Regions from separate parts of the Danio rerio genome. Here region 1 is linked to region 2. A link is a contact called in public HiCAR-type data. All regions are on one chromosome and are shown on one strand. Each heading gives the region's core, a stretch centred on a gene start, on an enhancer-like site or on the middle of the called end of the contact. The rest is flanking DNA. Distances are from core to core; before and after follow the strand shown. Region 1 holds the start of cldn11a (claudin 11a). Region 2 holds the start of eif5a2 (eukaryotic translation initiation factor 5A2).

Evidence for each region. HiCAR-type assays count read pairs that join an accessible place to other places.
Region 1: a contact with region 2 is called in a HiCAR-type map of caudal fin, with 7 times the contacts expected there. The contact joins the promoter of cldn11a here to the promoter of eif5a2 in region 2. A contact is called at or near these places in 6 of 18 Hi-C or Micro-C datasets (caudal fin, embryo, fibroblasts and 2 more) and 3 of 4 datasets of contacts at active chromatin or transcription factors (caudal fin, embryo and gastrula embryo).

What each region holds. Positions count from the first base shown.
Region 1 is chr2:29,337,983-29,342,424 of GRCz12tu, reverse strand. It overlaps cldn11a (claudin 11a), which reads left to right and starts at 3,155. Exons shown (of 3, transcript NM_001002624.1): 1 at 3,155-3,526. The coding sequence starts at 3,301.
Region 2 is chr2:29,174,901-29,178,963 of GRCz12tu, reverse strand. eif5a2 (eukaryotic translation initiation factor 5A2) reads right to left here and starts at 1,964. Exons shown (of 5, transcript NM_213262.1): 1 at 1,779-1,964; 2 at 603-791; 3 at 387-491; 4 at 130-261. The coding sequence starts at 770. slc2a2 (solute carrier family 2 member 2) reads right to left here. Exons shown (of 11, transcript NM_001042721.1): 11 at 3,278-4,063.

The DNA.
Region 1 (4,442 bases), core at 1,906-4,405, 160 kb before region 2:
CAGAACACGCTAGCAACTGCCTAGCATCACCCTTGCAATACCTTAGCAACCACTCAGAACAACCTAGTAACCCCCCAGCAATGCCTTAGCAACTACCTAGCAACACCTTAGTTGCCGATTAGCAATGCCTTAGCAACCACTCAGAACACCCTTGCAACCGCCTATGAACCACTCAGAATACCCTAGCAATAACTTAACAGCTACCAGGAGCACCTTAGCAACCACTTAACAAAACCTTAGCAACCGCCTAGCAAATACTCAGAACACCATAGTAACTGCCTAGCAATGCCTTAGCAACTACCTAGCAACACCTTAGCCGCTGCCTAGAAATGCCTTAGCAACCACTCAGAACACCCTAGCAATCACCTAGCAACATCTTAGAAACCACATAAAACACCCTAGCAACGCCTTAGCAACTGCTCAGAACACCCCACCAACCGCCTATCAACCACTCAGAATACTCTAGCAACCACCTAGCAATACCTTAACAGCTACCTGGAGCACCCTAGCAACCCCTAGGCAGTTAGAACACCATAGTAACTGCCTAGCAACACCTTAACCACTCAGAACACCCTAGCAACAGCCTACCAACACCTTAGCAACCACCAAGTAACACATTAGCAACCACTCAGAACAACCTAGCAATGCCTTAGCAACTACCAAGCAACACCTAAGCCACTGCCTAGCAACACCTAAGCAACCACTCAGAACACCCTAGCAACCAAGTAGCAACATCTTAGCAACCACATATCAACCACTCAGTATACCCTAGCAACCACCAAGCAACACCTTAAGAGCAACCTAGAACACCCTAGCTACTGCTTAGCAAAACCTTAGCAACCGCCTTTCAACCACTCATAACACCTCAGCAACTACCTAGCAATGCCTTAACAGCCACTCAGAACACCTTAGCAACCACTCAGAACAACCTAGCAACGCCTTAGCAACTACCTAGCAACGCTTAGCAACCACTCAGAACACCCTTACAACCACCTAGCAACACCTTAACAGCTACCTGGAACGCCCTAGCAACCACTTAGCAAAACCTTAACAAATGCCTAGCAATCACTCAAAACACCTTAGCAACTGACTAGCAATGTCTAAACAGCCATTAAGAACACCCTAGCAACCACCTGGCAACACCTTATTAACCGCCTAGCCATACCTTAGCAACCACCTAGCAATGCCTTTGCAACCACCTAGCAACATCTTTGCTTCTACCTAGCAACGCCTTAGCAACCACTCAGAACACCCTAGCAACCACGTAAAACACCCTAGCAATGCCTTAGCAGCTACTCAGAACACACTAGCAATGGCATAGGCACAACCTAGCAACCACCTATCAACCACTCAGAATACCCTAGCAATCATTTAGCAATACATTAACAGCAACCTCGAATACCCTAGCAAGCGCTTAGCAAAATCTTAGCAGTCGCCTATCAACCATTTAGAACACCTTAGCAACCGTCTAGCAACGCCTTAACAACCAGTTAAAACACCCTAGCAAGGCCTTAACAACCACCTAGCAACCACTCTGAACACCCAAGCAACACATTAGTAACCATTCAGAACACCCTAACAACCAATTAGCAACACCTTAGCATCCACTCAGAACTGAAAACTGAAAAAAACATGCTAACATATATGTTATCCCTTTCTATGCCAACTGTTTAAAACTACTTCAATTATTTGAACTTTAAAACTACTTCAAACTTTCAGACGAGGCTTGTCTCTTGAAATGTTCAACAATTAAAACTAATTAATTAATAATTCATTCATTCATTCATTCATTTTCGGCTAAGTTCTTTTATTTATTTGGTGTCTCCACAGCGGAATGAACCTCCAACTTATCCAGCATATGTTGTCAACAGTGGATGCCCTTCCAGGTGCAACCCATCTCTGGGAAACATCCATACACATTCACACACATATACTATGGCCAATTTAGTTTACCCATTTCACCTGTACCACACGTCTTTGGACTGTGGGGGAAACCAGAGCACCCTGAGGAAACCCACGCAAACGCAAAGAGAACTTGCAAACTTCACACAAAAAATGCCAACTGACCTACTGCACCACTGCGTCGCCACATTTAAAACAATCAGCAGTAATTAAATGTTAAAGTTTGGTAAAAATAAACTGAAATAGTGTTTTCTTGTCTACAAAAATACTCTCTATGTTTGATTTACATAATAACAGCAAAAAAATCTTCAGTGGGAACATTTAAATATGCGCATAGCAAGCAGCATTAGAGGGAAAATTAACATATTACAATCTTAAAGGGACAGTTCCCAAGCAAAATTATATTGTTCTCACTATTTCGTCACTTTCAAGTGTTTATAAACTGTTATGAGTTTCTTTCTTCTGTTAAACACAAAACAAGATATTTTGAAGAAAGCTAAAAACCTGTAACTATCGGCTAAGGACAACTCCAAGTAAACACACCTGAACCAGCTAATCAAGCTCTTTCTAGGTATATTAGAAACTTCCAGGGAGGTGTGTTGAAGCAAATTGGAGCTAAAATTAGCAGGAAACCGGCCCTCAAGGACCAAGCTTGGACATTCCCTGGCTTAGGAAAAACAAATACTAATGAAGTCAATGGTTACAGGTTTCCAGCTTTCTTTAAAATATCTTCTTTTTTGTGTTTTGAACAGGAGAGAGAAAACGATGATGACAGAATTATCAGTTTTTTGGGTGATCTATCTGAGTTCATTTAAAACAAAACTAAATGTGTTACTTTGATTTTTATACTTAAACAACCTGAGAAATAAGCCACCAGAGGGCAGCATACATCAAATATTCAGCTTCACTCAGAGGTGCTGCTGGACTATCAAAAACCACCTGAGAAAACAAAACTCTAACATTTAGTCAATTCAAACTCGCACTTTTGAGGAGTGGTCTGTAAATAAAGCAATTCGTCACTTTTACACGTTCTTCATGTATTCTTTAGCCGGCTACATTACAGACAATAACCTTAGGGGAAAACAGGAGAATGACGTGAAACGAGGGATAAGGAGTAACCTTGGTGTTTGCCTCTTGTCCTGTGATTGGCTGACGTTTTTTGTGTCTACAATATAAATCGCTCAACTAACGGGACTCTCTTATTATATCAACTCAGAAAACTGCGCGCAATCAGGATCTACAACTCATCATCACTTTTTACACAATGGATTAACACGCCTGGATACCATCATCTGATTTATTCTACCAAGTTAACTTGTTTGGCTTTAGATCAACAGATTGTTTAAAAGTGGACTTTTTTTTGCCTGTTGGACACTTTTTTTGCGCACACTGTACACCATGGCCAATACTTGCTTACAGTTCACGGGTTTTGTGATGAGTTTTCTCGGCTGGATCGGGCTAATCGTCGCCACTGCCACTAACGAATGGGTCTTCACCTGTAAATATCAAATGAACACCTGCAGGAAGATGGATGAACTGGAGGCCAAGGGGTTGTGGGCAGACTGTGTGATCTCAACTGCGCTTTATCACTGCATCACACTCACGCAGATTCTCGAGCTTCCAGGTACGTCTGAAAAAAAACAACAAAAAACAAAACAAAAACAAAGATACTTCTTAAGAGTTTATCTATTTTATTAATTTCTTACCAAGATTGAAAACCGTAAAAGACAAAGCTGTTTTCTTATTTGTTAGAATAAAGATAAAATGCCAATGAAAAGTGCTAAGTAGTGGCATGTTTATTGTAATCAGGGGCGGATTTAAGCAATAATCAAGGTAAGCGGCCGCTTAAGGGCGCCAGTAAATCTGAGGGTCTCCAAATAAGTATACATGATAGTATAAATTAGATATAACATACTTTCTATCATATTTTGTACGGAGAGGGTCTAAAATTTTTTTATTTTGACGTAATTGTTGTTGAATAAATGTAATTACATCTGGGCAAATGTGTCCCCTTTCTTTAATCATGGAGCAGTCTTGTGGTCTAATTAGTATAGAGTTAGTTTTAAAAACGAAATAGTTTATTATTTAGCAGGTTTAGTTGTGAATTCATCTTAAGAAAACAAATCGTTTTAAAACATTTTACAAGGTGCTTGACATGTTATTACTATTTTACATTATGATACAATGTAGAAATTGATATCGAATTATATAAAAAACACAACAAAATAAAAAATCGACACAAAAAGTACACAAGGTGCATTTTAGATATTTTGGCCCCCTGGCTGTAATTGTTTAGGACCCCAAGTCACTAAATCCACTCTTGATTGTAATAAAATAAAAATATTAGGCTATATTAATATAATATGAATTGTTTTTAAAGTTTTATTTATTTTTGTATAATTGAAGTTTAAAGTTAAAGTTTACAGATTAAATTATTAGAGCAGAATCTAGACAATTTCACAAACAATTCAAAAGCTAATAATACCTTGAACTCAATTGAAAGAGTTAATGTCGAAAACTGTAAAAGCACTTTTTTTGCA
Region 2 (4,063 bases), core at 715-3,214:
ATGCTCAGTTTTTATTTCAACAAAGGATTGCTAGGATTTAAATGGTCTTAATCTTAAGTATATCTTCAATAATTTTTTTTTTAAAAATTAGCTCAGGTTAGACATAAATCTGAAAGCAAAGTTACAAACCAGAAATTCATCTCCAGATTCAAATTTGCTCTCTATTTCTTTGCCCAGATCGCCTTCAGGCAGCTTGAGGTCATCACGCAAGTCTCCATTGTCCTTCATAAGGGAAAGGTAACCATCGATAATGCCAACCAACTTTGCAATAGGAAAGCAGGGAGAAAAAAGCACATTATTTAAAATGCCACAGCAAATCAAATGTAGATGCTTCCATTGTGGAATAATAATAATTAAAAAAAACTGTTAAATTTGTTAGAACTCACTTGGTAATCCTGTCTCTTGATGTTAGGAACGTCCATGTTGTGGGTGGAGGGACAGATATCTTCATTTTTCTTTCCAGTAAATATGTCAATTCCAACCATGTGCACCTGGCAATGAAATGAAGTATTAATAATGATTACAAGTTTGATAATATGCATGGGTCATGACTTTTGGCCTTCGATCAAAAGCTTTTGGCAGTAAGTTTATTAATACGACACCTTGGCATGTCCATGCTTGCCAGTCTTGGAGGTAGACATCTCCACAATTTTGCATGGACGTCCCTTGAGCACCACAAAGCCGTTCTTCCGCAGGGCACTGCACTGCATGGGAAAGGTCAGGGAAGCTCCAGCATCTCCACTGGTGAAATCAGTATCCAGATCAGCCATGATGGGTTATCGAAGAAGTTTCTGTGCAGAGAAAACATGGTGTTATCACCAGCATGTGCTTGCACATGAAAGAGCACATGGCACATGTAGTGGAGAACAGAAGGTATTGCCATGATAGTACTTCGACATAAGTTAGATAATGTTTTTGTACATTGTATTCCAAGGTACCATGTTTTAAAATGAAAAGAAGCCATACAGTGCAATTACAAAAACAGAACGTTTTTAGAGCTCCTAATGGAAGATTTCATTCAAATGTGGATGAATCATCGTTTGCTCATACACGTGTCGTATCAAACCTGTAGCACCTTTGCTCTGTGAAACACAAATATCAAGTTTTCCCAAAACGTTTACAATTGAGGTAAAAAAAAAAAACAAACAAACAAAAAAACAAACTTTGACTATCAAGTTAGCTTGGATTAACCACAACGACGTTTTTCGTAAAAAAAACCATAATGGCTATCTCGTCAAGCGAGGTAAAACATTAAGTTAGCTGCTTAACGTTACCAAAGCGTTTATAGAAATGATTAATTTGCCCGGTAACTTGTAAGTTGAATAGATTTAACAGAGCAAGTTGAAGGCTAACACATGTGACCTAGCTGAAGAGCTATAACAGGCTAGCGTAACAAAAACGTTGACGAAGTACACGCATAAATACACGCAATTACTAACGTTCTTGTAAATATAAACAAATCTATTCGTTACAAACTCGTTTACGTTGAATCGAGTCGTCTAAGAGAGTTTAGCTGGATGAATGACTCACTTTCCAGCGGCACACAAAGTTAACCGGAACTAACGCTACGGAGTTGCCCGATTCATTGAAACGATCTTTATTATTTCATAAAACCTATAAACGTCGCTTTAGTTCGAGAACAAAACCTATTTTTTGGCCCGTCATTTATTACGAAGTAAGCGGAGATGTTAATCTGAACCTAGAACTTTTGTCAGGCCGTCTAACGTTAGCTTTGCATCAGCTTGACACACATGGAAAAAAATAAAACAACTCCACACCCAAACGCTCTGATCACACAATCGACCGCTTCGGCACACCGTCTTCAATCACCAAATCCTCTTCAAGAGTTGAATCCGGCCTCTGTACTTTATTCAGAGGATTCGACTAGAAATGTAGCGATGCTGGAGCGGAGAGCATTAAAAACGCCAGTCATTCCCTTCCAACAAAAGACGGAGAGACCTGCGCATGCGCGTGCGTGCACCTTTACTGCAACGAGTTTCACATGCACGAGGAGAAACTGCTTCAGCTGCGCAGTGGCAAATTTAAGCGGGACACTTATTATGAAACCCAAAACCATTCATGAAATTGTACAAAGGTTGAAGTCATCGTATTAAAACCCCAAAGCATTTGTTTTGGTAAAGAAATTTTGTAAAAATATTTTGATAAAAAAGTACATTTATTACTGAAAACACGTGGCAACTTCTCCTGACCTGACAATACTGAAATGGATAATGAGAGTATGTTAGTCAACATTTTCTCTTTTTTGCTTTATAGTTTAATAAACGCCAATATTGCGTTTCAGTTGCCAAAATGATGGTATGGGATATTATTTGTTTCTTAAGCACCAAGAAGGATTTCTAAAACATCTAAGGCAAAGGCAAGATATAAAGTATCACTGTTTTGATTACGTCATACGTAACACTATTTACTGTTTAAATGTTCGAAGAGATCTTGGAATAATATATTTGATAACATCGATTAGGAACAGTTTTGGCTTCTTCTGAAAAAAAAAAAGTTTATTTATATTTTTATAACGCTATCGAGGTCTCAATTAAAATTATGTATAACTGTTACCTAATAAAAACTAAACTAGCTAAATTTAATAACAATATTTCCTCTAAATGCTTATTTTGTGCTCAATATTATGAAATACTAAATCCTTCATTGTTGCAGTGCACTTACTGTAAAGTGTTTTGGGTTGACCTTTCCAATTTCATAAATAAACTCTCATTTCCAAACTTTTGTATTTCCCCCAAAAATTAATTTTTTGCTTACTCTCTGAGCTAAGATCCTTCTCATAGTAAATTTATTATTAATTTATTGCTTTTCTGGCTAAATTTTACATCCATAAATGTACATTTTCAAAAAAAAAAAAAAAAAAAAAAACTTTACTTTGTATTTTCAAAAAGTATTTTGATTTATAAATCATCTCCTTAAAAGACTAATACATATATTGCATGTAAAACTTTTTCTTGGAGAAAAACATTTAAACTTGTTTAATTTGCTGGAATTTTATTTATGTAACCCTTCTTTTTCTCTTTGTTCTTATTATATGTTTGTAAATATTCTTTCTTGCATAATTAAAAAAAATATTTGAGGAGACTCATTTCAAAACACTAATCAACCTTAAATCAAATGTTAGGTAAATAGTAATATACTGCAATTTGCAGACGCTTTCCAGGTACTTTGACACTAATCAAACTTTTGTATGGTATATATAATTGAAAAACACATGAAATGACAACACAAATTTAGGGCTTTAGGGCTCACCACTGAATTTTCAATTTTTATTTATTTATTCTATATGTATTAAATATAACACTTCAAGAATTTCAATAGCATCAAATGTACAAAAAATATTTTCAAATCGTCTTCAGATTATTTTTTTAGATATCTAGCTTAGGTAGTTGAATAATTAGAATAATTTACTTCAGCTGTTACAGCACTTCAATAGTTAATTTCAAGTATCATATCACTCACATGGAATATTTAATGTATAAATTTTGTATAATCTTCGTTTGTGTCATATACAGTTAAAAATAGAATTATTAGCCCCCATTAATTTTTACACATTTTTTTGGTTTTTAAATATTTCCAAAATGAGAGCGAGGAAATTTTCACAGTATGTCTGATCATTCTTTTCTTCTAGAGAAAGTCTTATATGTTTTATTTTGGCTACAATAAAAGCAGTTTAAAAAAAAAAAAAAAAAACATTTTAAGGTAAATTTTAATAGCCCCTTTAAGCTATATTTTTTTGATGGTCTACAGAACAAATCGTTATACAATAACTTGCCTAATTACCGTAGCCTGCCTAGTTAACCTAATTAACCTAGTTAAGCCTTTTAATGTCACTTGAAGCTGTACGGAAGTGTCTAGTAAAAATATCTAGTAAAATATTATTTACTGTCTACATGGCAAATATAAAATAAATCAGTTATTAGAAATGAGTAATTAAAACTATTATGTTTATGAATGTGTTGAAAAAAAATCTGCTCACCGTTAAACAGAAATTGGGGAAAAATAAATAGGGGGGATAATTATTTTGACTTCAACTGTATGTGAC